Regions from separate parts of the Mus musculus genome. Here all the other regions are linked to region 2. Evidence: chromatin contacts called from public ChIA-PET and promoter capture Hi-C data. All regions are on one chromosome and are shown on one strand. Each heading gives the region's core, a stretch centred on a gene start, on an enhancer-like site or on the middle of the called end of the contact. The rest is flanking DNA. Distances are from core to core; before and after follow the strand shown.

What was found. ChIA-PET counts read pairs in DNA pulled down with a chosen protein or histone mark. Capture Hi-C pulls out chosen DNA fragments and counts their contacts.
Region 1: an RNA polymerase II ChIA-PET map of memory CD8 T cells shows a contact between it and region 2, with 20 read pairs. The contact joins the promoter of Sptan1 here to the promoter of Ntmt1 in region 2. A contact is called at or near these places in 1 of 39 promoter capture datasets (neural stem cells) and 3 of 115 datasets of contacts at active chromatin or transcription factors (bone marrow-derived macrophages, memory CD8 T cells and pancreatic cancer cells).
Region 3: an RNA polymerase II ChIA-PET map of memory CD8 T cells shows a contact between it and region 2, with 60 read pairs. The contact joins the promoter of Tbc1d13 here to the promoter of Ntmt1 in region 2. A contact is called at or near these places in 3 of 39 promoter capture datasets (embryonic stem cells, erythroid cells and pre-B cells), 2 of 484 Hi-C or Micro-C datasets (Sertoli cells and cardiomyocytes), 6 of 115 datasets of contacts at active chromatin or transcription factors (double positive thymocytes, embryonic limb bud, embryonic stem cells and 3 more) and 2 of 9 other capture datasets (embryonic stem cells and pancreatic islet).
Region 4: a contact with region 2 is called in a promoter capture Hi-C map of pancreatic islet. The contact joins the promoter of Spout1 here to the promoter of Ntmt1 in region 2. A contact is called at or near these places in 3 of 39 promoter capture datasets (the 3T3-L1 cell line, the C10 cell line and pre-B cells), 5 of 115 datasets of contacts at active chromatin or transcription factors (bone marrow-derived macrophages, embryonic stem cells, large pre-B cells and 1 more) and 3 of 9 other capture datasets (adipose tissue, liver and pancreatic islet).
Region 5: a contact with region 2 is called in an RNA polymerase II ChIA-PET map of memory CD8 T cells, with 5 times the contacts expected there. The contact joins the promoter of Zdhhc12 here to the promoter of Ntmt1 in region 2. A contact is called at or near these places in 2 of 39 promoter capture datasets (liver and pre-B cells) and 1 of 115 datasets of contacts at active chromatin or transcription factors (memory CD8 T cells).

What each region holds. Positions count from the first base shown.
Region 1 is chr2:29,963,003-29,967,444 of GRCm38.p6, forward strand. It overlaps Sptan1 (spectrin alpha, non-erythrocytic 1), which reads left to right and starts at 2,558. Exons shown (of 57, transcript NM_001177667.1): 1 at 2,558-2,783.
Region 2 is chr2:30,805,077-30,809,822 of GRCm38.p6, forward strand. Ntmt1 (N-terminal Xaa-Pro-Lys N-methyltransferase 1) reads left to right here and starts at 2,892. Exons shown (of 4, transcript NM_170592.3): 1 at 2,892-3,007.
Region 3 is chr2:30,130,588-30,135,504 of GRCm38.p6, forward strand. It overlaps Tbc1d13 (TBC1 domain family, member 13), which reads left to right and starts at 3,159. Exons shown (of 12, transcript NM_146252.3): 1 at 3,159-3,325; 2 at 4,210-4,283. The coding sequence starts at 3,303.
Region 4 is chr2:30,175,442-30,180,035 of GRCm38.p6, forward strand. Spout1 (SPOUT domain containing methyltransferase 1) reads right to left here and starts at 3,018. Exons shown (of 12, transcript NM_172660.4): 1 at 2,949-3,018; 2 at 2,479-2,524; 3 at 2,152-2,280; 4 at 1,882-2,041; 5 at 1,298-1,387; 6 at 1,174-1,223; 7 at 921-1,051; 8 at 478-550; 9 at 273-371. The coding sequence starts at 2,984.
Region 5 is chr2:30,091,538-30,096,201 of GRCm38.p6, forward strand. It overlaps Zdhhc12 (zinc finger, DHHC domain containing 12), which reads right to left and starts at 2,098. Exons shown (of 5, transcript NM_001037762.1): 1 at 1,952-2,098; 2 at 868-1,004; 3 at 451-528; 4 at 130-296; 5 at 1-29. The coding sequence starts at 2,051.

The DNA of each region.
Region 1 (4,442 bases), core at 1,308-3,807, 840 kb before region 2:
CAGCAGTTGCAGATTGTAAGGTATGCAGAATCATTTAATATTGGTCCTTCTGTCTGGCTCGTTTCACTTAGCATAATGCCCTCAGGTTTTACATAGTCACTATGTTTGGAAGAGTTGTGTGACTGGCTTGCCAGCTCTGCTCCTGCAGCTCTGGGGAAAGTAATTTTCTGGGCATGATCCTTCCCAATCAGCTTTACAGGGAGGAAAAAATAATACAAGCACTTGACTTTGTAGAGAGAGTGCAGGATAGCGGTAGAGAAGTGGACAGGTAACAATTAGCATATTTCCCCAACCAACAACTGACCTTTAGAACAGGGGACCAGGGCTAGCTAGAGTTTTAAGTCTAGGGGCTGCAGTAATCAAGAGAAGCTTAGAATTCTCTTGGATTCTCTGCTTGTAAGGAGGCCAGTAGAGGTGTGGCCAAGAACGTGGAGCGGAACCGCGCTGTCACACTGGGCTGTGCTTGCTTTATTTTGTCCCTGTGAAGTTCTCATTAAAAACAAGGTTATTATCTGCAATATCCCTTCCCCATGCCCACACATAATAGTGTGAGGCATGCGCTGAAATTGGTGGGAGGGAGGGGAGCAACAATAGAAACCATGAGCAATGGCTTTTTGATGGCTCATTTCTCCTGCCAGATGAGAACAGGGTGGGTGCCTGTGGGTGCCGTTATCCTGACCATTCTTCCGATCAGAAAATGGACCAACCAGCAGGATTTTAGTTTCCCAGTCAGAAGAGAGCTCCCTTTAGGTCTTGGATTTGTTTGGCATTTGGGAGAAACAGTAGAACCCCTATTTTCAGTATGGAGCCCAGCCCAGAGAGCCCTTGCCACCGAAGTATCAGGTCTTAGACATTGTGGAGAGTTAAGTTATACTAGCCATTTTGTACCCAGTGCTGAACATCTGAGTTTTAAATTTGCTGCAGCTGACTGAAGAGGTGGTTACTATGGTCACCATCAGCTGTTTTCAGAAATGCACAGCATTTCTGCATGCCTTTCATCCCACCACTCAGGAGAAAGAGGCAGGGGGATCTCTGTGTTTGAGGCCTGCCTGGTCTACAGAGCAAGTTTCACGACAGCCAAAACTACAAAGGGAAATCCTGTCTGGAAAAACAAAAAAGAAAAGGAAAAAAAGCCCAGTCCAGGAAGTAGCTCCTCAACCAGTTTTCTCTGTAAAGAAGATGGCATTAAATGCTGTCCTCCAAGCACCTGCCTTTTGGATCTCAGGAGTCTGTGAAGCTGCCGCTGAGCTGTGGCCACTCCCTTTTTATTTTATTTTTTTTATTTTTTAAATCTCTCCTCTCCAAGGAAAATGACTAGGAATGTTCTTTCACCATCATGCCTACAGTCAGAGTAGCTTAGAAGTCACCTTGCAGATCCTAGGCTCAGCAGAAACCAAAGTGCAGAGGACCAGGAAGCTTGGGACTGGGCCTCATCCCAGTTCTGGAGCAATGCCCAGTTCTTTATAATTATTTAAATAGGAGGGTGGCTTGGTAACCAGGAGGCTGATGCCTGGCAGAGCTGCCTGACTACACAGGAATGAGCTGGGTGCTACTCCAATGGTTGCCACACAGCTGTCACCCAAAATGGAGGAAGGGAAAGAGCTTTTGCAGTAGGGGAGCCTGGCTACAGAGTTTAGTTCAGAGCCAGGCCCTGAAAAGGGTTGTGTATAAGAAAAAAATTACAGAAATTGTGTTTTCCTTTTCTCAGAAGTCTAGCACCCACTTGCTTAACGCTTGTGTTCAAATCTTAGGTTCTCTGATTGCTGCTTCGTGCTTGACCTGGGGAGAGAGCTACCTTCTATGTCATCAGGATGCTAATTTGTAAAATGGGAAAGGCAACATCTACCTTGTAAAATAAGAGCAGAGATTAAAAGCCCAAAGCACGTGCGGTGTCAGCTAAACAGCAAAGTTCAATTAATACTGGGGAAAGAAATAGTAATGTCGTTTATCAACTGGGACGAATACACTCTGTCTACTGGCAACAGGAAGATTGCTGAAGAATTCTCCATATCCTGAAATAAAGTCTTACGCCACAAATCAGTCTTTTTTTTTTTTTTTTTTTTCCCTAACCGGGATTTTTTTCCCTACCACCTCCTCAAACACGGATCCTTATATCATCTTTTTTTTTTTTTTTTGGCCCCATCCCCCACCAGAACAGGCAGACTTGGGTCTTCCAGAGCCAAGCCTCCCCCAGAAAAAGTGCAAAGAGGGAGCCAACATTCCAGTGAGATCATCCGAAAGGGACAGGGCGTCTTTCCGGCCAGGGCAGCAACATCCCCAGCCTGACTGCGGCGGCGGGCCCCGCCCTGCCCTTCGCCGCAGTCTCGGAAGGGCTCCCAGGGCGGAGGGGTGCGGCACAGATTCTCTGCAGGGCGGACTGGGCGGGGCAGGATTGCTCGGGTCCCACGCCGCGGCGGGCGGCTGCGGCGGCTGCTCCGCTCTGTGCCGCGCCCCGCACCCCTCGCAAGCGCGTTCCCGTCCTTTACCCCAACCCCCACCACCCCGCCCCGCAGCTTCGGCTCCTTCCGGACGCGCTCGGTCCTCTCCGTACTGCAGTGGAGCAGCGAGTCCCGCCTCTCGCGTCGCCAACCGGGGCACTTCCCTCACGCTCGCGCTCGGCCGCCGCGGGGGCGCGCGCGGCCGCTTATAAAAGCCACAGTGCGCGCGCGCCGCCGTCACTATCCGCTGCGGAGCGAACGGCGTGAGGCAGGGGCCGCGGCGGCGCATCTTTTTCCTCAGCAGCCCTCAGCGCGGCGACCCACGCCCCTCACCCCCAGGAGCCGGTAAGAAAGGGCGGTGGGCGGGAAGGGAAAGGCCGCGGGAGGCCGAGCACCGGAGCGATGTGGACAGATGAGCTGCGGAGCCTCGCGGGCGGCTCCGTGGGCCCCCGCCGCCGCCTTTTGTGGCGCGTGGGCTGCGGGGCGCGGCAGAGCCGGGCGGCGACCTGGAGTGTCACGGTCCGCCGAAGGTACGCGAAGGCCCCTTCCTGCGCCCGCGGCCCCACCCGTCGCGGCAGGTGGCGGGGGGTGGTCCTCGGCAGCACCCACCCGCGAGCGCCCCCGCACCGCCCGTCGCCCGCAACTGCGGCGCTCGCACCTCTCGGAGCCTCCTGTCTGCAGTGAAGGGCTCGCTGACCTTAATTTCATCCTGTGTGGCGGTCCCGGGCCCTCCGGCCGCAGAAAGGCCTCCTTTTTCTTTCCTGGTAATAAATGTCTTTTCTCTCCAGTGCCGACCTGCTCCAGTATAATAGTTAGATGCGGTGCCGCTTGGTTGGAGGAGATCCAAATCCAATAAATAACTTAATAGCTTACAGCTCTTTTCTTTCTATATAAGACATTAAGTCGAAGGCTTCTGGGTTTTTTGTTTTTTGGGGGTTTTTTTTTGGTCAAATTCTACTGCTGTGCCAGTGTGAAGTGATAGAACAGTCTTTTGTCTGAAGCTATCCCTGCAAATTTGATGAAATGCTTCTCCAGGAAAAATTTGATTTTAAAATCCTCTCAGGTACTAGAATTACACACACACATATGCACACACGCGCGCGCACACACACAAACACACACACACACACACACATCAAGAGGGCTTCTATGTAAGTAAGGGTCGGTGTGTTTTAAATGAATGTCCCAGAAAGGGTGAAATCATTTCGAACTGCTACACTTCATAGGGCTTTGTTGACTTTCATCTCTCTGTTTCTGTCTCTGTCCCTCTCTCTACAGGCTCTTACAGTGTAACTCCAGCTGGCCTGGAATTTGCTGAATAGCTCAGGCCGGCCTCAAACTCAGGATTTTCCTGCCTCAGCCTCTCAGATAATCAGGTTTTTCTATATAGAGACCCAAAACATTTTAAGTCGTTTGTTCTTTACCCTTGGTATTTTCAAAAAGCTAATTATTATGACTGTCAAGGAATACAAGAGAAACCAACCATATGAAGTATTTTAATAATGTGTTCAGAAATTGCGTTGTCATAGCAATTGGACTTAAGTAAAACAGAATGTATCAAAGATGGCAGGGTGGGGGTGTCTTGTAGCCAGGAAACAAGAGCTTAAGAATAGCACTAGCAACAGTGAGTTGCATGAAGCCATTGAGCCAAGGTTCCCACTCATACTAAATGTCTTAGATTTTAAAGGTCAAATTGAAGTCAAAGTTGGAAAAAAAAAATGTGCTGCAGTAGATCCCCTGCAGGAAATTAACAATAAGCCTTTTTTAGTAACTGGGTCATTAATTCCTCAAAGGGACCCTCAAAGTGTGTTGACTGTTATCCAGGGACCTAGATAAAAAGGATGGATTTCAAAGTTTGCCCTATACCAGACAAATGTGAAACAGTTCTTATGATAAACCCAAGGCCTGGAGACATATAGATATGCAATTCTATTCCCTACTTTTGAGACAAGATCTTGACCCGTAGCTCATCCTGAATCTATGTAGTTGGGTATAGCTGGTCTT
Region 2 (4,746 bases), core at 1,642-4,141:
AATGGAAGTCTTATTCCAAGTAGCTTCTTATATTGGTGCAGGCGTCTCTCTTATGTCGGGGTCCATCCCAGGGGCAGCTTATAAAAGCAAAACCCATAAACGTTTATACATAGATGCAGGAAGTGCTGCTGGGTGGTTGATTTAGGTCCAAGCTTATTGTGGCTAGCTGTACAAAGCTGTTCAAACTGACTGGTTTTTAATAGTACCAAAGCTCAGGACATACCAGAATATGCAATCAACTTGGGAATGAGAAAGATTCCTAGAAACAACACATGAGAAGTTTTCTTTATAGCAGTAATAACAGCATAAAATATCTGGCTAGACGGGCAGCAGTTACCCAGGCCTTAGCAGGATCCGCTGGAGCTGGAGTTACAGGGGTTGTAAAGACACCCAACATGTGCGCTAGGGACTGAGCTCAGATCTTCTGGAAGAGCAGTTTGTACTCTTAAGGGCTGAGCCAGCTTTTGTGAACAGTTTCCTCAAGCCTCCTCCTCCTCTTCCTTCTCCTTCTTATTATTAATAATTTTGGCTTTTTTGAGACCATGTCTCACTGTGTAGCTTTGGCTGTCCTGGAACTCATTCTATAGATTAGGCAGGGCTTGAGCTCACAGAGATCCTCCTGCCCCTGCCCCCTGAGTGCTGGGATTAAAGGTGTGAGTCACCACACCAGACCAAACTTGCATTTTAAAGGAAATTTTACTTTTTACTTATCTCTGTGTGCATAAGCATGTGTGCATGCATACATACGTGCAGGTGTCTTTTGAGTCCAGAAGGGGTCAGATTGCCTGGGAACAGAATTCTAGTTCTCTGTAAAAGCAGGAAGCACTCTTCCTTCTTTCCTTCCTTCCTTTCTTAAGATAATTTATTTTTGTTTTTATGTTCATGTGCTTTGGCATTTTGCCTGCACATATGTCTGTGTGAGGGTGTGAGATCTTTGAGTTACAGACAGTTGTGAGCTGCCATGTGGTTGCTGGGATTTGAATATAGGTTCTTTGGAAGAGCAGCCAGTGCCCTCAACCACTGAGCCATCTCTAAAGCCCCAACAAGCACTCTTAACTGCTGAGTCACAAGTCATCTTTTCAGCTCCTTGGCTTTTGTTTTTGAGACTAGGTCTCTGGTAGTGTAGGCTGGTGTTAAGTTCATTGTGCGGCAAAAGATAACCTTTAATTCCTTGTCTTCCGGCCTCCACTTCCCAGGTGCTGGGATTACAAGTATTCACCACTTTGGGGTGGTGAATAGCTCTTTGAACTATTGAAACCAGGTAATACCTAGAATAACCCAGAGTAGCTATCAACTATTAGGTGCACAGATTTGGGGTGGGGACTCAATTGGGGGTAGGATTTTTCCGCCTCCTAAGCCTCTATTGCTTTCAGTATTAATGTGTAAATACACATTAGGTGTGGTAGTGCATTCTTTCAATCCCAGCATTTCAAAGGCAGGAGGATCACTGTGAGTTTCAGGCCATCCTGGGTTACCTAGCAAGGCACTGATCCAGAAAAGGAAAAAAAAAAAAAAAAGAATAAGTAAAAGCAAAACACAACTTTAAGCACCTACTGTAATGCAGAGCCCAGGAGGCATGACAAGTATGTCTAACAGCCGGTGTGTCAGCCAACAGAGGTGAGCTTAAGGCAAAAATACTTATTATGATAACCTTCATTGCCTGCAAGCCCCACTAGACTCTAGCCTAAACTCGCAAATCCCACAAATTTAACCCTCAGAGTATTGTAGCTGAATCATTACATCCACCAGTTAGAAGAGGCAACTTAGAACTCCGAGGCGGTTAGAGGGGGTTTGCATGCAGCAAGCTCATCTTTCCTTCAAGACCCGGTGCAGATTGTCTGAGTGGATAGGGAAGGGCGGTCCTCAGGAGGGCAAACTTCTAGATTTCTGCTTTATTTGGCCTGGCAATCCTTACCTCTGTCAAAGCCTTTCTTTCCTGTTCTCTTTCCTGGGTTGATATATTATTTTAATATACTAGTGGGCATGGGTGGATTTGAGCAACAATGGCTTTTAATCCTCCTCCCCCCCCCCCCCCGACAGGGTTTCTCTGTATAGCCCTGGCTGTCCTGGAACTCACTTTGTAGACCAGGTTGGCCTCGAAATCCGCCTGCCTCTGCCTCCCGAGTGCTGAGATTAAAGGCGTGCGCCAACAACGCCCGGCTTAATTCTCCTTTTAGGGTGGAAAACTCTCATGATGTTGGTTTTTAAGAATCCAGCCTTGTGGCGCATGGAGGCGCGTGCCTGTAACCCCAGCAACCACGTCGATGATGCAGAAGGATCCTGAAGTTTACGGCCAGAACTCAGTTGGACTCTTGTCTTAAAAGAGCTACACCCTCAAGTGTGTGAGATATCAGCTGTGGATCCTTCATCATGAAGTCCCTGCGCGTAGGCAAAAAACTGGGTTAGGATCCCGAAGGAAAAGGCGATCTGGCCGAAGAATAGGGCGATCAAACCTTGGAGTGCGGCGATCTGGCCAGGGGGCGGGGTGAACTGGCCTCGGGGACAAGCGAGGTAGCGATGGGGAGGGGCGAATTGGCCGTGGGGCGGAACTAGCTGGTCTTGTGTTTGGGCGAGCTGGGCGTGGGGAGGGGCGAGTTAGTCGCGCGGAGAGAAGTTCTGGGCGTGTCGAGTGAGCAGGCCGTGGAGCGGGGTTGGCTGTGGGGGCGTGGAGAGGTGTGAGCAGGCCCTGGAGAGGGCGGAGTTGGCTGTGGGGGAGGGACGATCTGGACGTGAGCTGCCTGTGGGACGCGGCGATCTGGCCCTGGGGAGGGGCTATCTGTCTGTGGAGAGGGATGAGCTAGTCTTGGGGCGGAGTGAACTGGCCTCGGGGCGGAGCGATCTTGAGTCCAGCCCCCTCCAGGCTCGGGGAAGTGACGTGTGCGGACAAAGGCAGAGGCCGCGAGGTGTCTGGTCCGGTAGAGTGGTGGCGGCTGCTGTGGGCTACGGTCTTTGCCAGCCTCCTTCTCAACCCGTCCTTTTCTCTCGGGTCCCTGGAGCCCCGACCCAGGTAAGTATCGCGAGGGACGCGGCCAGGGAGGAGGGAGGTGCTCACCCCAACTGCCTGAAGCGGTGAGGCCCCGTCGTCAAGTGACCTGGGCCTGGCCCTGGCCCACGTGCACGTCCCATGGAGGTTCACCGATCAGACCTGGGCAGGGACTCTGGTGACCACGGATTGGGTTGGAGGAAGCCACGTTGGTGGAGGCTGGCAAGACGTATCTTCACTCGCGCCCGTACATCACTTTCCAGTCCTCAGTTTCCCCTCTGAGATAAGGAAAGCAGCCACTGCAAGGTTGGTGTGTGGAATCGGCGCCGTGCTTGGCTCAAGTCCTCGCAGTTAAGTGCTTGGTTGCACGGGTTGCCATCACGTTTAACTGCCTCCAGCTCTGGCCAACATCGTTACTGTCATGAGCCCTTGAGGCCAAGGTCAGCCTCTCTTCTGCAAGGCTGCCTGCCATCTTTTCCAGATGCTCCAGGCTTTGCTGCTCCACCAACTGTGTGATCATTTTGGTCTTTAATCCTTTTGATAAGGGCCTAGGACAGGTGCTGTAACTGATGACAATGATGTATGGGGTGGGGCACTCAGTGACTGGGGTCTAAGTGAGAAGCCTAAATCCTCTCCTAACTTTTGGTCCTTTCCCAAGTGCTGTTTTAAGGCACATCGTTTCCTTAAGCTGGCTTTCCTGTGTGTGTGCTTGTGTGTGTGTTGGGGGGAGGGGGGATGCTTTCCTGAAGGCCAGAGCCACATAATCAAAAGGTCAGAGTCTGCAGGTGTGTGGTTCTGGGTGTACCCGGAGCTTGTGTTTGCATCTTCTGGACTGACCAAAGGCCACATGATCTCATAGGTGGGCTCCAGCTTTACCAGGGTCTGTGTGATTTGGAGGTTTTAACACGTTTTCCTTACTTGATCTTTTTAACTATGTTTGAACTAGGCAGAGGTGGCACACGCCTCTAATCCCAGCATCCAGGAGGCAGAGGCAGGTGGATCTCTGGGTTTGAGGCCAACCTGGTCTACAGAATGAGTTCTAGGACAGTCAAGGCTACACAGAGAAACCCTATTTCAAAAACCAGACAGAAAGACAGAGAGAAAAATTGTGTTTTAAGATTTTTTTTAAAGATTTATTTATTGCCGGGCAGTGGTGCTGCACACCTTTAATCCCAGCACTTGGGAGGCAGAGGCAGGCGGATTTCTGAGTTCAAGGCCAGCCTGGTCTACAGAGTGAGTTCCAGGACAGCCAGGGCTACACAGAGAAATTCTGTCTCAAAAAACCAAAAAAAAAAAAAAAAAAAATTTGTTATATGTATGCAAGTATACTTTTGATGTCTTCAGACACTCCAGAAGAGGGCATCAGATCCCATTACAGATGGTTGTGAGCTACCATGTGGTTGCTGGGAATTGAACTCAGGACCTCTGGAAGAGCAGCTGGTGTTCTTGACTGGAGCTTGTCTCCAGCCTCCGTGTTTAAGGCTTTTTTTTTTTAAATTATTTTTATATTTGATTATCTGTCTATGGGGGCAGGGCCCAGGAAGGCAAAGGGAAGGCATCAGATCACCAGGAACCGCAGTGATTGCTGGTTTGGAGCTTTTCCACTGTGAGATGCTGAGAAGAGCAGGCAGTGCTCGCTCTAACAGCTGAACCATCTCACCAAACGTCTCTGACAGTGGAGAACTGTACGCTCAAGAGAGTATGTGCCTTCCACAGTGGAGCCTGGGGCTTCTCAGGCTTGTTTAATAACTACAGCTTCTCTA
Region 3 (4,917 bases), core at 1,909-4,408, 670 kb before region 2:
AAAACACTCATATAAATAAAATAAAAAATATAAAAATTAGCCAAAGAAGTGGAAAAAAAAAACCCTTATAAACTAAAAACTACAAACCACCGCTGAAGGAAATTAAAGACACATTAATGGAAAGAAACCCATGCTCACAGGCGGGACAGTTCAATGCGTTAGGATGACATTATCACCCACATTGATCTACAAAGTAAATAAAACTCTTCCCAAACTCTTAACAGCAGCTTTAAAAAAAAAGAAGAAAAAAAGGGCTGGAGAGATGGCTCAGTGATTAAGAGCACCAACTGCTCTTCCAAAGGTCCTGAGTTTGAAAGACTCACAACGTGAGGACTCCCCCACATTCTGACTCAGGAGAGGCGACACCCCAAAATCACCCACAAGAAACGGTCTTGCTGCAAATTGCAAGAGGATTTTTATTCAAGAGCGCTCTCGGGCCCATGGTCATACACCACACAGGGGTAGAGGACCGTGGCGCCCCGAGTAGCTGAGTAAGGGGGTATTTAAAGGAAAAAAACACAACTCAAGGAGGTGGGAAGGGCGTTGTTGGAAAATACCAAAAATACCAGATAAGAGTCACAAGGAAGTACAAAGTCACAGGTGTCACAAGGAATACCAGGTAATTGTTAACTCTCAAGACAGTTTCTAAGAGCCCCTAACAATAGCACATTTGCATTGCAGGTTCCGGTAATGGTCAGGGTGACTTTCTTTGAATTAACACTCTTTGAACACAGGAAGCGGGTGGGTGGAGGAATGTCGCTGTTTTATGATTAGCATACCTTGGAGCACTGCGTTTACTACTCTTTCAAGTTCAAATCCCAGAAACCACATGGTGGCTCACAACCATCTGTGATGGGATCCGATGCCCTCTTCTGGTGAGTCTGAAGACAGTGAAAACTTATCAGGCATTGTGGGGTGTGCTTATAATACCAGAACAGGGGAGGCAGAGACCTGAGTATCAAGAATTCAAGCTAACCTTTGCTTATAATAATATAGTGAGTTTGAAGTCTCCTGAACTACCAGAGACCCTGTCTCAAAATAAGAAAGGATGGAGGAAGGGAGGGAAGAAGGAAAGATTTACCTCAAGCAGGGCATGGTAGTGGTGGCACACGCCTTTACTCCCAGCGCTCAGGACACAGAGGCAGGAGGCACATCTGTGGGTTCAAGGCCAGCCTGCTCTACAGAGTGAGTGCCAGGACAGCCAGGGCCACACAGAGATACCCAGTCTCAAAACCAAAACAAAACAAAGCAAAAAGAAAAAAAAAGAAAGATTGAAAGACTCACCTTATATGGAATATCAAGGTTCAAGAAAAAAAAGAGCAAACTTGAAAAGGTGAACAGAGTTGGTGGTGAGTCCAGACCGCACTGAGAGTAGTGAGTTTGGGTTTCAAATTAACAAAGGGTGGTTGTGGTAGTTTGAATAGGAATGTCCCACAGACTCATGTGTTTGAATGCTTGGCCACAGGAGATGACACTGTTAGGAGATGTGGCCTTATTGAAGGAAGTATGTCACTCTGCAAATACTTTTTTTTTTTTTTTTTTTTTTTTTTTTTGGTTTTTTCGAGACAGGGTTTCTCTATGTAGCCCTGGCTGTCCTGGAACTCACTTTGTAGACCAGGCTGGCCTTGAACTCAGAAATCTGCCTGCCTCTGCCTCCCGAGTTCTGGGATTAAAGGCCTGTGCCACCACGTTGGGCTTTTTTTTTTTTTAAGATTTAATTAGTTATTTTATGTATATGAGTACACTGTAGCTGTCTTCAGATAGACCAGAAGAAGGCATCAGATCTCATTACAGATGGTTGTGAGACACCATGTGGTTGCTGGGAATTGAACTCAGTACCTTTGGAAGAGCAGTAGTGCTCGTAACCACTGAACCATCTCTCCAGCCCCCAGCTCTCTTTTTTAAATTAAAAAAAACATTGTGTGTGTGTGGGAGGGGTACTGAAGAAATAGTTCAGAAGTTAAGAGCTCTAGTTACTCTTTCTGAGGGTCTAGTTCATTTCCCAGCTCACAACTATCTACAACTCCAGTTCCACAGGAATCCAACACTCTTCTGACCTCCAGGCAGGTAAGTGGTGCACAGACATACATGCAGGCAAAGCACCCATACACATAATTTACAGAAGAAATTGTGTGCCTGTGTGTGCAAATATGTGTAGCAATAACGTGTGTATAGGGGCCCTGACCTAAAGGCCATTTGCTTTCCTTGATGGCTCTCCCCTTTATTCACTGAAGGTAGTCCAGCGAGTCTGTTTGCCGTCTAAACCTTGCACATTCCCGCCCCTCTTGGCAGCTCTTTCATGAATTCTGTGGATCCAAACGCCAGAGCTCACGCTCACGTGAGTGCTTTATTCCCTGGAGCATCAACAGCGAATTCACTTCTAGCAGAGTGAACTTCTTGAACCTTCAACTTCTGATCTTCCTGCTTCCACCTCTCAAATGCTGGCATTACTGGCATGTTTCCCCAAATCCAGCTACAAGGAGTGCTGAACCTGAAACCTGGTTTCGTGCATGCTAGCCAATGATTTTCATAGTTGCTCTTTTAAGTTCACACTCACAACTGAGTTTACCAACTGAGTTACACCCTTAGCTCCTGTTTTTCATTTTCTATTGCTTTAAAATTGTGCAATTACAGAAATTCTACTTGGGGATGGGAGTGCGGGGGAGGGGAGGAGTTTCAAGACAGAGTTTCTCTGTGTGGCTCTTCCTGTCCTGGAACTCTGTAGGTCAGTTCAAAGATCCTCCTGCTTCTAGCTGGGATTAAAGGCGTGAGCTACCACCGCCAGGCTTGCCAGAATTCTAGTTTATGAACTTCCAAAGTCAAGGAAACCTTGAGCTGTACTCCTCCGGCTCCTCCGAGAGGTATTTACTGAGCAACAGGGTCATTTCCATAAGGAAGGACTCGACATTGAATGAGACCACACCGGAGACTAAGTCTAGTTCAAACAACTAGTTCAATCAACCAAACAACTGTACCGCAGTTAATGACAGGGAGTGAGAGAGATAGACAAGTGTATTCAGTAATCAGAAACTGAGGGCGGGAGACTCATAGCCAGCGGGATCACTGACAGTCACGCCGTCCTGACGCTCAACTGACGGTTTGCCTAGCCTTAAAGAAGTCCCCGTCACGTGACCCTTGGGCGGACCCAGCGCGGCCCCGCCCCCGCGGAACGCGCACGCTCCAAGTTCTGCTTCCTGCCGGAGGCTTTTGCCCAGCGCCCCGTGTCCCCGGAGGGAGGGGGGCGGTGGCGGTGGCGGCAGCTGGGGCTGCAGAAGCAGCTCGGGAGTCCGGAAGTCAACACCATGTCGAGTCTGCACAAGAGCCGGTAAGGAGACCTGAGGTCAAGACTGCACCCAGACCGCTCCGTCCAGGCCGGGCCTTCGCACAGAGAGAGCTGCTCAGCGCATGTGCGGCCAAGAACAGCCCCCTCCCCCGGCGGCGAGCCCCCTTACGGTCTCATTGCCTGTGTGGCAGAGGCGAGAAGCAGAGATGCTTCTCTTACCTCAGTGTCACCTTTCTTTCTCTCTCACTCGGGACCCCTTTCCCTAGTGTCTCCCTTGTCCAGCCCCCTATTACCCTCCCCGCTTCCTCGCTCTAGGATTCGCACCTTCCCCCGCCCCCAAATGCCCCTGTCCCTGTGCTCCATGCTCATGAGAAACACCAGGGGATCCAGGTTCTCCAATCTGGCCTCTTAAATCCACCTCCTACCCCCACCCCAGGCACATCTTGCAACGCCCGCTAAATTCTGGTCACTCCAGGACTAATTTTTAGTCTTTTGTCTTTGCCTGAGGGCAGGCCCGAGAAGTCTGTGCCCCCTCCCCTTTACCCAGCCAAGAGCTTCGGGAGCCATGGGGAGATTGTACAAGTCTGTTGTCTGTGGATCCAATTACTCCTGGTTGCAGGAAGCTTGGTTGTGTGAATTCGGGTAGTGGTGTGCTGTGGGCTGGGCTTGGCCGCAGCAAGTGCCCAGGAAATGCCAGCTCGCTAACAGTGGACAGTGCTTAATGTTAAGTTCTCACTTCAAACCCTTTGGATTAGAATACCTCTCATGGCTTTTCGTTGACATGGCAGATCTTAGAGGAAGAAACTTGTATTGTCCACTTCCCTAAGCTGGTAGTTGGAGACCGTTGGGAGTGAAAGATCTTTGGGCTGGCTGCAAGAGTGGTCATTAAGCCTGTTACCTTGGCGTTTCCTTTTCTGCCCTTGAAGGATTGCAGATTTCCAGGATGTCCTGAAGGAGCCCTCCATTGTGTTGGAAAAGCTTCGAGAACTCAGTTTTAGTGGTAAGATGCACTTTTACTCAGGGTTTCCCTGGAAACCTGCCTGCCGGCAGAAAGCTGGCCCTTAGCTGGGGGGGGGGGGTGATCCCCCAAATCCCTTGAAGTGGCCTGAAGACTGCACCGGTGGTAACCCTTTGTGCCTAGGGAAGGCCTCTCAGCATTTCTCAGCTCGTTTCTTGAGTTAAGGAAGTTGCAGGGTGGTTCCCGGGTTCTCTACTTGGCTGTGGATCAGAGCTGAGAGTGACCTTTGGTTAGTGTTAAAACTCAAGCCGTAGAGCACCAATTTTAAGGAATTGAACTTCCACCACATTTGACTTTGCCCCCCACATGGTTAATGTTCCAGCACAGCAATAGCTGGATTTTTACCCCGTCTGTAAAAACATCCCAAGATGTTTGTAGAGCTCCTGTGGTACTGCCTAGTAACTTTTCAAAGAAAGAATTTAAGTCGCCTGTGTCGTGCAGATTGGGGTGGGGTGGGGTGGTTAATTGGCTCATTGTCAGGGAAGCCACCCTCAGAGCCATTCTTCTGAACTCCTGACAGCATTGCAGAAGTTGGCCTTCCCATTCTGGAGTGGTGTGGAGGCCCCAGAGGGGAAGCTGCCTGTGCTGATTGTGCAGAGCTCGGACTGCACATCAC
Region 4 (4,594 bases), core at 1,768-4,267, 630 kb before region 2:
CTAAGCTGGTCTCAGACAGACAGTGAGATTCCTGTGCTGGCCTCCCTAGTGCTGAGACTGCAACAGGATGGGGGCCAAGCACATCCTGTTCTCAGATTTCTTAGCATTCACAGAGATGTTCAGGGAGACTAGGGTACCAGAGATGTGACCAGAGGCTAGAGGAGGCACCTCCTAAACATACACACAGTTGGGTAGGACAGAGACCCTGATCTGACTTGTGGGTCTCACAAGTGGGACAGATGGACATTCAGGGAAGGGAATTCAGCTCTTACTGAGGCAAGAGGCCAGCCGGACAGTGTAGCCCCAGTAGAGACCAGCTTTGGTGCGGGGGTCCTGTGATGACACAACTGTTCCTTTGTATGTCTTGCATTCTGGGAAACAAAACAGGCTATGAAGACCAAGGAAACTGGTAGGTAGAGGCGGCTTGGAAGAGGCTCTGAGCCAGGCAGCTCTAAGGGCCCAGGAAGCTCCCCCTACCTGGGAGCTGCTGCTGGTTCAGTCGCACGGTCACCCGAAGTCCAGGGTCCAGTTTCTTGTCAATCTTCACCTCCTGAAGAGAAGCTAGAGGGAGTGAGTGAGTGCCACACCGTGAAGGGGACACGTTGTCAGATAACCCAGGTCAGCCTGCCCCGTCCAGGGTCCATGGAGGCCACAAGAGGGCACCAGATTCCCTGAAACCACCTGATGTTAACCGCCATGTGGGTGCTGGGCACTGAATGTGGGTCCTCTGCAAGAGTAGCCAGTGCTCTTTAAACTGAGTCACCTCTCCATCCTCGAGGGGCTCATAGCTTGAGCCCTACTTTGGGATAACTAGTGTTTCTCAGCAGGCCTGGAGTTCAGGTCTCCTCATTCATGTGTCCTTACCTTTTATAGCTAGCAAGTGTCCCCAAGTGTACCACAGCCCACCTTCCCAATCCTACCTTCTTCATTCCACAGTTGACCAAAGAGCCATGGCCTGCCTTGGTGGGCCGGTCCACCACGACGCCTTCTCGAAACTCAGACTCTTCGTCCTGACGCATGTGGTGAGGGCTGTCCAAGGGGTTGAGGATTCCTGGGCAGGGAACAGGAGGTGATGATAGGACCAGGCTCTACCCCTAGCCTGTGTTCCCACCTGGATCCATCTTGGTGCCTAAGGCTGAGTCATGGGAAATGGGGCAGGCACACTAGCTGTACCTGCAAACTGCAGATCTTGGTGCTTGGGGAAGAACGCCTTTCTCAGGTACCTAGGGAGGAATGCATCTGTCAGGTCCATCCTGGGGAGGCTGCCTCCCAGCCACTGCCCTCACCTCACACTTACTGTGGACACTCCAGGTACTGTAGGATGCGGGCCAGCTGGACACATGCCTGCCCTTTCTTGCCAACTCCCCTGAATTCTCCTTCCACACTCCTGGAAAGATTAAGACAGACCTCAAGATCCAAGTGCTGGGCTTATTATACTTTTTTTTTTATTTTCTTTCTTTTTCATTTGTTTTTGGGGACAGGGTTTCTTGGCATAGCCCTGGCAGTCCCAGACCTTGCTCTGTAGACCAGACTGGCACTGAACTCTCAGAGATCCACCTGCCTCTGCCTCCTGAGTGCTGGGATGAAAGGCGTGTGCCACCACTGCTCAGCTCAAGTGGCCTTCTGGTCTCCAGAACCACACTGGTGTTTGTACACAAGCACCATAAAGAAATGCTAAACACAACCCAAACCATCCAAGTGCTGAGCCTCAGCACAGACCATGGGCAAAACCCTGAGTCCACTCTCTAGCACCAAGGGTGAGAAAAAGTGAGTCTGCAGCTGCCTTTGAGAGCTCCTTCCAGGCAGCCAGGCAGGTGACAAGGAGCAGGACAAAGCCATGGCCACCCCTGCTGGTCCTCCCCACTCCCCAGAGACTCTCACTTGGTATCTTGGCCCTCCTCATCGAACACCACAATCTCATCCACACAGAAGATGGTGCAGGCTCTGGCGATCTGGCCAGCCAGGTAGGTGCGGAGCTCAGGTGACTGGGCATTGTCCAGGATGGAGCCTGGCAGGGCCACACTCAGAGTGTAAGGCCGTCCTAGCAGGGACAGGGGATGTTCCTGTCAGCCTGACAGGCTGTGGACCTTCCCTCCCTTGCATGTCCCCATGGCTCAGAGATTCAACTTACCTCACGACCCAGCTGCTTACCTTGGTTGCTCCTCTGGGCCGCCGCCTCTTCCTCCTCTTCCTGGCGTTTAGCCTCTTCCTCTTGGGCACGCTGCCGCTCCAGTTTCTTCATTATCTTGAGGTCCTTCCACTTCTTTTTCTCCTCTTTTTCTGGAGAATTATTGGAGGGAAAGGACTTGACATGGGGAGGAGAGTTCCTTCTCGCTGGGCTAGCCTAGGCTCTGGAGAGGCTGCCACCACTCACTTGGATACACTGAGACCCAAAGAGGGCTCGTCGGGCCATTAGCTGGTTTGTGGAAAGGGAGGGCTCAGTGCGCTTGCCCAACCCGGCCTCAGCTTTTTACTTACTCTGCTGTTTCCATTTTCGCCATTCAACCCTTTGGCCATGTTCACCCTGCAAGTAAGGAGGAAGATTGAGAGGCTGACCGGTCACACATAGGAGGGGCGCATCCCATCGGGCCTCCCGCCATCTGACTCTCTCAAACCAGGGTAGAAGTACACAGGGACTCGCCGTGCACAAAGCCTGGGATCAGATCCGGGAAGCTGAGGAATGAATCCCCATTGGGCAAAAGAAGAAACCGAGACAAGGGGAAGACAGGTATGGCCATAAAGTCGCCCTAGGAATCAGAAAATAAGCCAGGAGAGGACTCAAGACACCGTCGCCCCGCGAATGAATGTAGATCGGACCAGCTAACTCTGCAAGCTCAGGCTACGGGAGAGGGGCGAGGGGAGAGGAGAGAGCAGAAGACCCGGGCCGACACCACTGTGACACGCTGCAGATTCCAGGCCTAGCCCGGAACCCATCGGTCCGCACATACCGGACCACACGGACGCTTCCTCGGGCGCTCCGCCATGTTTCCAGGCCCACCGCGCGCCTGCCAGTTAGCCTCGCCTCTTCCGGCCACACCTCCGCGGAGCTGCCCAATCAGAGGCCCAGCGGAGAGTGGGGCGTGTCCTGGGTGCCAGGCTGAGGCGGAGCTCAGAAACGCCACGTGCGAGTGCGGAGGCTGCTGCGTTGGTACCCTGTCTCCAGGGCAACGAGTTCGCAGCACTACGCTGTCCGAACCCAGTAAGGCTCATGTGCCGCCCTTTCCATTGTTAGGTACCCTGGTGATATTTAGCTTCCATGTTTTATGTAAGGGCACCCTATTGGAAATTACAAAAGACTACCTTTATCCAGTTCATTTGCACTTTCTTTTTATTTATCCATTCAGTTTCCTGGGACTCCAGCTAAGGCCCGACGCGTGCTAAATTTAGTGCTCCACCAGTGAGCTATATTCCCAGCCTCGTCCAGACTTTATTCTTTTGGTTTTTTAAAAAGATTTATTTATTATTATACATAAGTACACTGTAGCTGTCTTCAGACGTGCCAGAAGAGGGCATCAGATCTCATTACGGATGGTTGTGAGCCACCATGTGGTTGCTGGGATTTGAACTCAGGACCTTTGGAAGAGCAATTGGTGCTCTTACCCGCTGAGCCATCTTGCCAGCCCCAGACTTTATTCTTTATCAGTTTAATTCATTTGTTTGCATGTAGTACTTTAAATTTTTTAAAAAAGAAATTGATACAGGGTCTTACTATGTAGCTTGGACTGACCTCAAACTCAATCTTCCATCAACCACCTGAGTGCTGTGATTGATTGATTGATTGATTTTTGGCAGCCCTGGATCAAATCCAAGGTCTCCAGCATGCAAATCACTGATCAACATTCTGTGTCTACTTTAAAATCATTTTAAGTAAAGAATGAGAAGATAGGACTGAAAGAAGTCCCTGCAGAAGACTTTTAGCTGCTGCTATAATAGCAGCCATTGTATCTGGCATGAATTCCAGAGGGATTGTACCTAGGGTTTGAAGAAGCCTTTTGTAAAGTTATTGATTGTTGTCTGAGGTTTTATGGGGTTGCTCTTCCAAGGATTCTCAGAGCCTTTGCATAACTTAGTCCTGAGACATACCTGACAAACCAGGATGTCTCCTGGGACTTGCTTAGGTATGCCTGGGAATGTAGGTTATGCCTGAGTATTGCTTAGGTAGGGTTCCTTCAGAGAAGCCTAGATAAGGTAGCAGGTTTTGGTATACAGAAATTGACTTGCTACAAGTACCTTTTGTGTAACAGTAAGGAGGGTCTGCAAAATGGTAAATATGTGAAGTTCAATGCCTGAGAGGATGAGCCCCTGCTGCTGAGAAGCCTAACAGGTCCTGCAGTGTCTCCTTTTCTTTGCTCTCCTGTATAACCCAGAACACCAACAGGTTCCTCCCCAAAAAACTTTTCTGCCTGATAGTTTTATATTAACTTTTTGTTGTTGTTTTTGAAACAGGCCTTAATATATAGCCCTGGCTGTCCTGGAACTTACTATGTAAACCAGGATGCCCTCAAACTCAGAGATCCTCCTGCGTGTGCCGAGCAAGTGCTGGGATTAAAGACTTGTGCCACCACGCCCACCCGGCTTGTATTAACATTTTACA
Region 5 (4,664 bases), core at 848-3,347, 710 kb before region 2:
CCCAGGGCTGGAAGAACTGAAGGCCAGACCTAGAGGATGGAGAGCTAGGGCTGGGCACTGCAGGGTCCCAGTGACTCCTGTTCCCTGAGTACCTGTGTGCATGCTGTCTGTGCTCCCCCAGGTACCTACCATGCCAGGCACAGGCCCCACAGCAGAACTACCAGCTGCAGTGCCAGGTAGGCCACAAAGAGCGGGTGGTTGCGTTCACCCACACAGTTCTCCATCCAGGGACAGTGGTGATCATAGCGCCGAACACAGCGGCGGCAATCACGACAGTGCCGGGCACGCAGGGGCTGCTGTGGGTACAGAGCGCAGTTTAGGCTTAGTGCTGCCTCCCCCGTGAGTCCTCCTTTGGGGAGAATGCTCAAGGCCATAGTCAGGTCCTAAATTTGGGAGGCAGGGTTAAGGATGGCCTGACTGCCCCCACAAGAGTATGTGTGTATCACCTACCAGCACCAGACAGTGTCTGCAGCGCCGGAGTGGGACGGCCTGAGGAACCATGGCTGCCTGTTCCTCCTTGGGCTCGCCCTGAAAACGAAACAAAGATTATGAGATTGGGGGTTCTCCTACCTTGGGAGGCAGACGATGCTGGGGCCATCTCTCTAGGTGCCACCGGTCCCCATTGTGCAGGACTTGGGGCCCATCTCATGTAGAGGGGACGCATGCACATGGCAGCATACTAGACGTCTGGTGACCTTTGTAAGACAGTTGTCCCCACATGGGTCTTGGGTGATGTCATCATTGTAGGAGCAAAAACACAGGGGTAGGCAAGAGGCTTCATCAAGATGCCCCCACACTGAGTGCAGCTCAGGGCTCAGCATTGAGGTCTCACTCCCCTGTTGGCCTTCGAGGTCCCTGCTTGCTTACCTGAGGCTGGGGCTGAGTAGTCACATAGCCGGGGTCCATGAGTGACACAGCCAGATAAAGCAGCAGGGAGCTTAGCACCAGGAGCAGGAATGTGAGGGGCAGGAGCAGCTCCCCTTGCTCTTCCCATTGGCGTAGCTCTGGGGAGGCCAGAGGACAGTGAGAACCATAGCAAAAGGGAAGGGCAGGAGGCGGTGGGGGTAGAAAGAAAGTAGCTGGAGGTGATATGGAGGCTAGACCTGAGGGAGGCAGGAGGAAGGGGGCTCCCCAGGGGAAGAGTCAGCCCTGGAAGAGGGTGGAGCCAGCCAGGAGCTCCAGCTAGGAAGGTGCCAGCCAGCCTGTTTAAGCCCATGGCAGTGAAGGAGGATTATGGAGAGGAGGGAGGGCTAAGAAGTGATGGACGTGGTGACACCAGACAGCTGAGCGTAGGCAACTCTGGTACCCTTGGGTGAAAGAGAGCCAAGGAGGTTTTGAAGGTGGCTGACTCCTGGTGTGGAAGCCTGAGGACAAAGGGCAAAAGCGATGGAGGAGGGCTACAGAGGAAGCCTCTGGTGGGCTCTGTTCCTTCTGGAAGGGAAACCTAGGAGGGGGCAGGAAGGGGGTGAAGGGAATGATGGGGAAAGGAGATGCTACCAGGCGAAGGTGGGAAACCTGCTCCTCGCTATAGTGGCGTCCCTTGGGGTAGTTAGTCGGCTCATAGGATTTGGGGAGTGGACCGGAAAGCCAAGTCCTTAAGTCTAGCGGATTTCTTAATCTTATTTAGGGAGGGGTTGGGAGGCAATTTCTGGGAAGGACAGGTAGAGCCCAGGGATGGGAGAGATGGGGCCTCTAGTTGGTCCTCTGATGGGCTCTGGTGGTCTTTGGATGGATGGACATCTATCGATGACAGAAAATTACTGGGATTAATTAGGGTCCAACTTGGGAATCAGGCGGAGAGAGGATGATCCCCGGACCGACATAGGAGAAAGACGCTTGAGGAACTGGTGGGAGATAGAAATGGAGATTTCAATGTGTCTGAGGATTAGGGGGACCCCGGTATACCCACGCGTGATCGGGTGGGCTCGGGGTGGCGCGGTGTCCGGCTCACCGGTGTCGTGCAGGAAGAGCACCAGAGTGATTCCCCAGGTCAGCACGGTGTGCCCAGTCCGCACCAGCATCCCAGAGTTAAGCGGCGGCCAAAGAGCCATGGCCTTGGCCCCCGCCCGAGCCCACCCGGAAGAAGCGCGCAGAAGGTGGGGCCGCGGGGCAGCGGGGCTGCAGCAACGCGGGGATTGGTGGCTCTGCATTAGAGGCGGGGCACGGGCGGCTCAGGGAGGCTGTCTATTGGGTGCCACCGGCGGCCCCTCAGGCCAACAGGTGCCCGAGGAGGCTGAAGGCGGGGCCCGCGCGCGCACAGCCTACAACTCCCTAACTCCGCCTCCTGTGGGCCAGGTAACTTTGCAAAACCCGGGAGGCGGAAGCCTCCGAAGACAACCCCACCCCCGCATGCGCATGCGTGCCCATCTTTGATCCCCGGAGGCCACGCGGAGCTTGCTCCCAAGGGGCGATGGGCCGGGCTTGCAGGAGGGCACGCCTTGATGACACACTTTCCTCTTATTCGTTTTCTGATTTTGCAAACGGATGATGGGAAAAAGGAGGGTTCTGGTGCGGAGTCTGGACACGCATGGCCCAGCTTGGAGTCAGAGAAATAATTGTCCGGCCTATGACTCTCGAGGCAAGTTACTGAGCTTCTTTAGGCTACTTTCTGCCTCTTCAATGGGGTTGGTAATAGTACCCGCGTCTTAGACAGGTATTTGTCTCCCCTGCTACCACCACGGCCCAACCAGACTGACTTTCTCTCCTTGTGTTCCTTGAACCTCCCCCATTCAGCTGACTTCCACCTGATGACCCTCTTCTAGCCCAAAGCCCAGTGTGCATGCTCTTGGGATTTGTTTTGGTCAAATAGACATCCCTTTTTCTGAAGAACTGACTTCCTATGGCCAGGGTGGTTATGGAAGGATTGGTTGTCCATCGTGTGTGCGCGCGCACGCACCCGCGCGAGTGTGTATTGGGGGACGGGGGGACGGGGGGCGGTTAGGGCCAATCATACTATTCCATATGAGATTAAACAGAGGCTGGGGATTAACACAATTGGTAGACTGTCTAGCAAGCACTAAAGGCTGGGTTATCGCCCCAGCATGGTATATATGATATGGTGGTACATGCCTGAAATCTCAACAAACTGGTGATAGAGGCAAGAAAATTCAAGGCCATCCTCTATACATGTGGAGGGAGGGGACTAAAGCCAACTAATTGTGTGACATAAAAGCTAGTTCCCAAAGAAGGGGTTGGGCTGTCCACACCTTTTTGTTGTTGTTAAAGATTTATTTATTTGTTTTATGTAAGTACACTGTCACTTAAGATACACTTAAGGGCATCAGATTGCATTACAAATGGTTGTGAGCCACCATGTGGTTGCTGGGAATTGAACTCAGGACCTCTGGAAAAGCAGCCAGTGCTCTTAACCACTGAGCCATCTCTCCAGCCCCTGCCCACACCTTTAATCCAATTCTTTGGGATGTAGAGACAGGCAAAGGGCAGCCTGGTCCACATAATGAGTTCTAGGCCAGCTGTCCATAGAAAAATAAAACAAAAAGATCAAAACAAAGTACACAACCATTTGTGAGTCAGGGAGTGTGTGTGTGTGCAAGCTGATGTGATAGCTGGCTCACAGAAATGAAAGGACAACCCTAGCTGTTGGCTCTCTCCTGCCATGTGGGTTCCAGGGACAGAAATCAGGTCAGCAGGCTTACAGGCTGACTGTGTGTGGATATTTTTCCTGAATGTATATCTGTGCACCATGTTCATGCCTAGTGTTTGCAGAGGTTCTAAGAGTAACCAGGTCCTCTGGAGTTACAGATGGTTATGAGCACCATGTGAGTGCTAGAAACTGAACTGAGGTCCCTTGCAAGAGCCACAAGTACAGTGGGGCATGGTGGTGCACGCCTTAATCTCTGTACTCAAAGGCAGAGGTAGCCTAGTTTTCATAGTTTCAGGGCAGCCAGAGCTACATAGAGAGAAAGGTCTTATTTTGGGGTGGGGCAGCTGGCTGGTGAGGCAGAGGCAGGTAAGTGGATCTTTGGAGTTTGAGACCAGCCAGTGTAGTCTACAGAACTACTTGTGTAGTTCCAAGACAGCAGGAATACACAGAGAAACCCTCATTGGGAGTGTGTGTGTGGGTGTGTGTGTATGTGGGTGGGATATACAAGTGCTCCTAACCACCAGGGCATCTCCCTAGCCAGTGGGGTGTTTTTGTTTTGGTTTTCCCATGGTGGTGCTTTTAATCCCAGCACTCTGAGGCCGAGAGGCAGGTGGAGTTTGAAGCCAGCCTGGTCTACAAAGCAAGTTCCAGGATGGCTAAGGCTACATACACCAAGAAACCCTGTCTCAATAAAAACAAAAAACAAAAAAATCAGTGTATTTATTTGTACTTTTTTGGGTGGGTGGTCTCTTCTCTCTCAATATATGGGTCCTGGGAGTGGAACTCAGTCTTAGTGGTAGGGCTCCTTGTGGCACAGCCAGTAAGAAAGATCCCTGGATGGGCAGCCAGGAGAGGTTCATGCTTGCCACTCTTCCAGAGAAGTTTGGGTCTCAGCACTCAGACCATATAGTTGTGACCTGCTGCCCTCTTCTGGCCACCATGGGCACTGTACACAAGTAGTGTACACACACAAAACAACTAAAATGAATTTATAAAGAGCCCTGGAAACCCAGGGTTCTGTGCTGTGTGCTGACCCTTAGCAAAGCCCTGATGGGCTGTT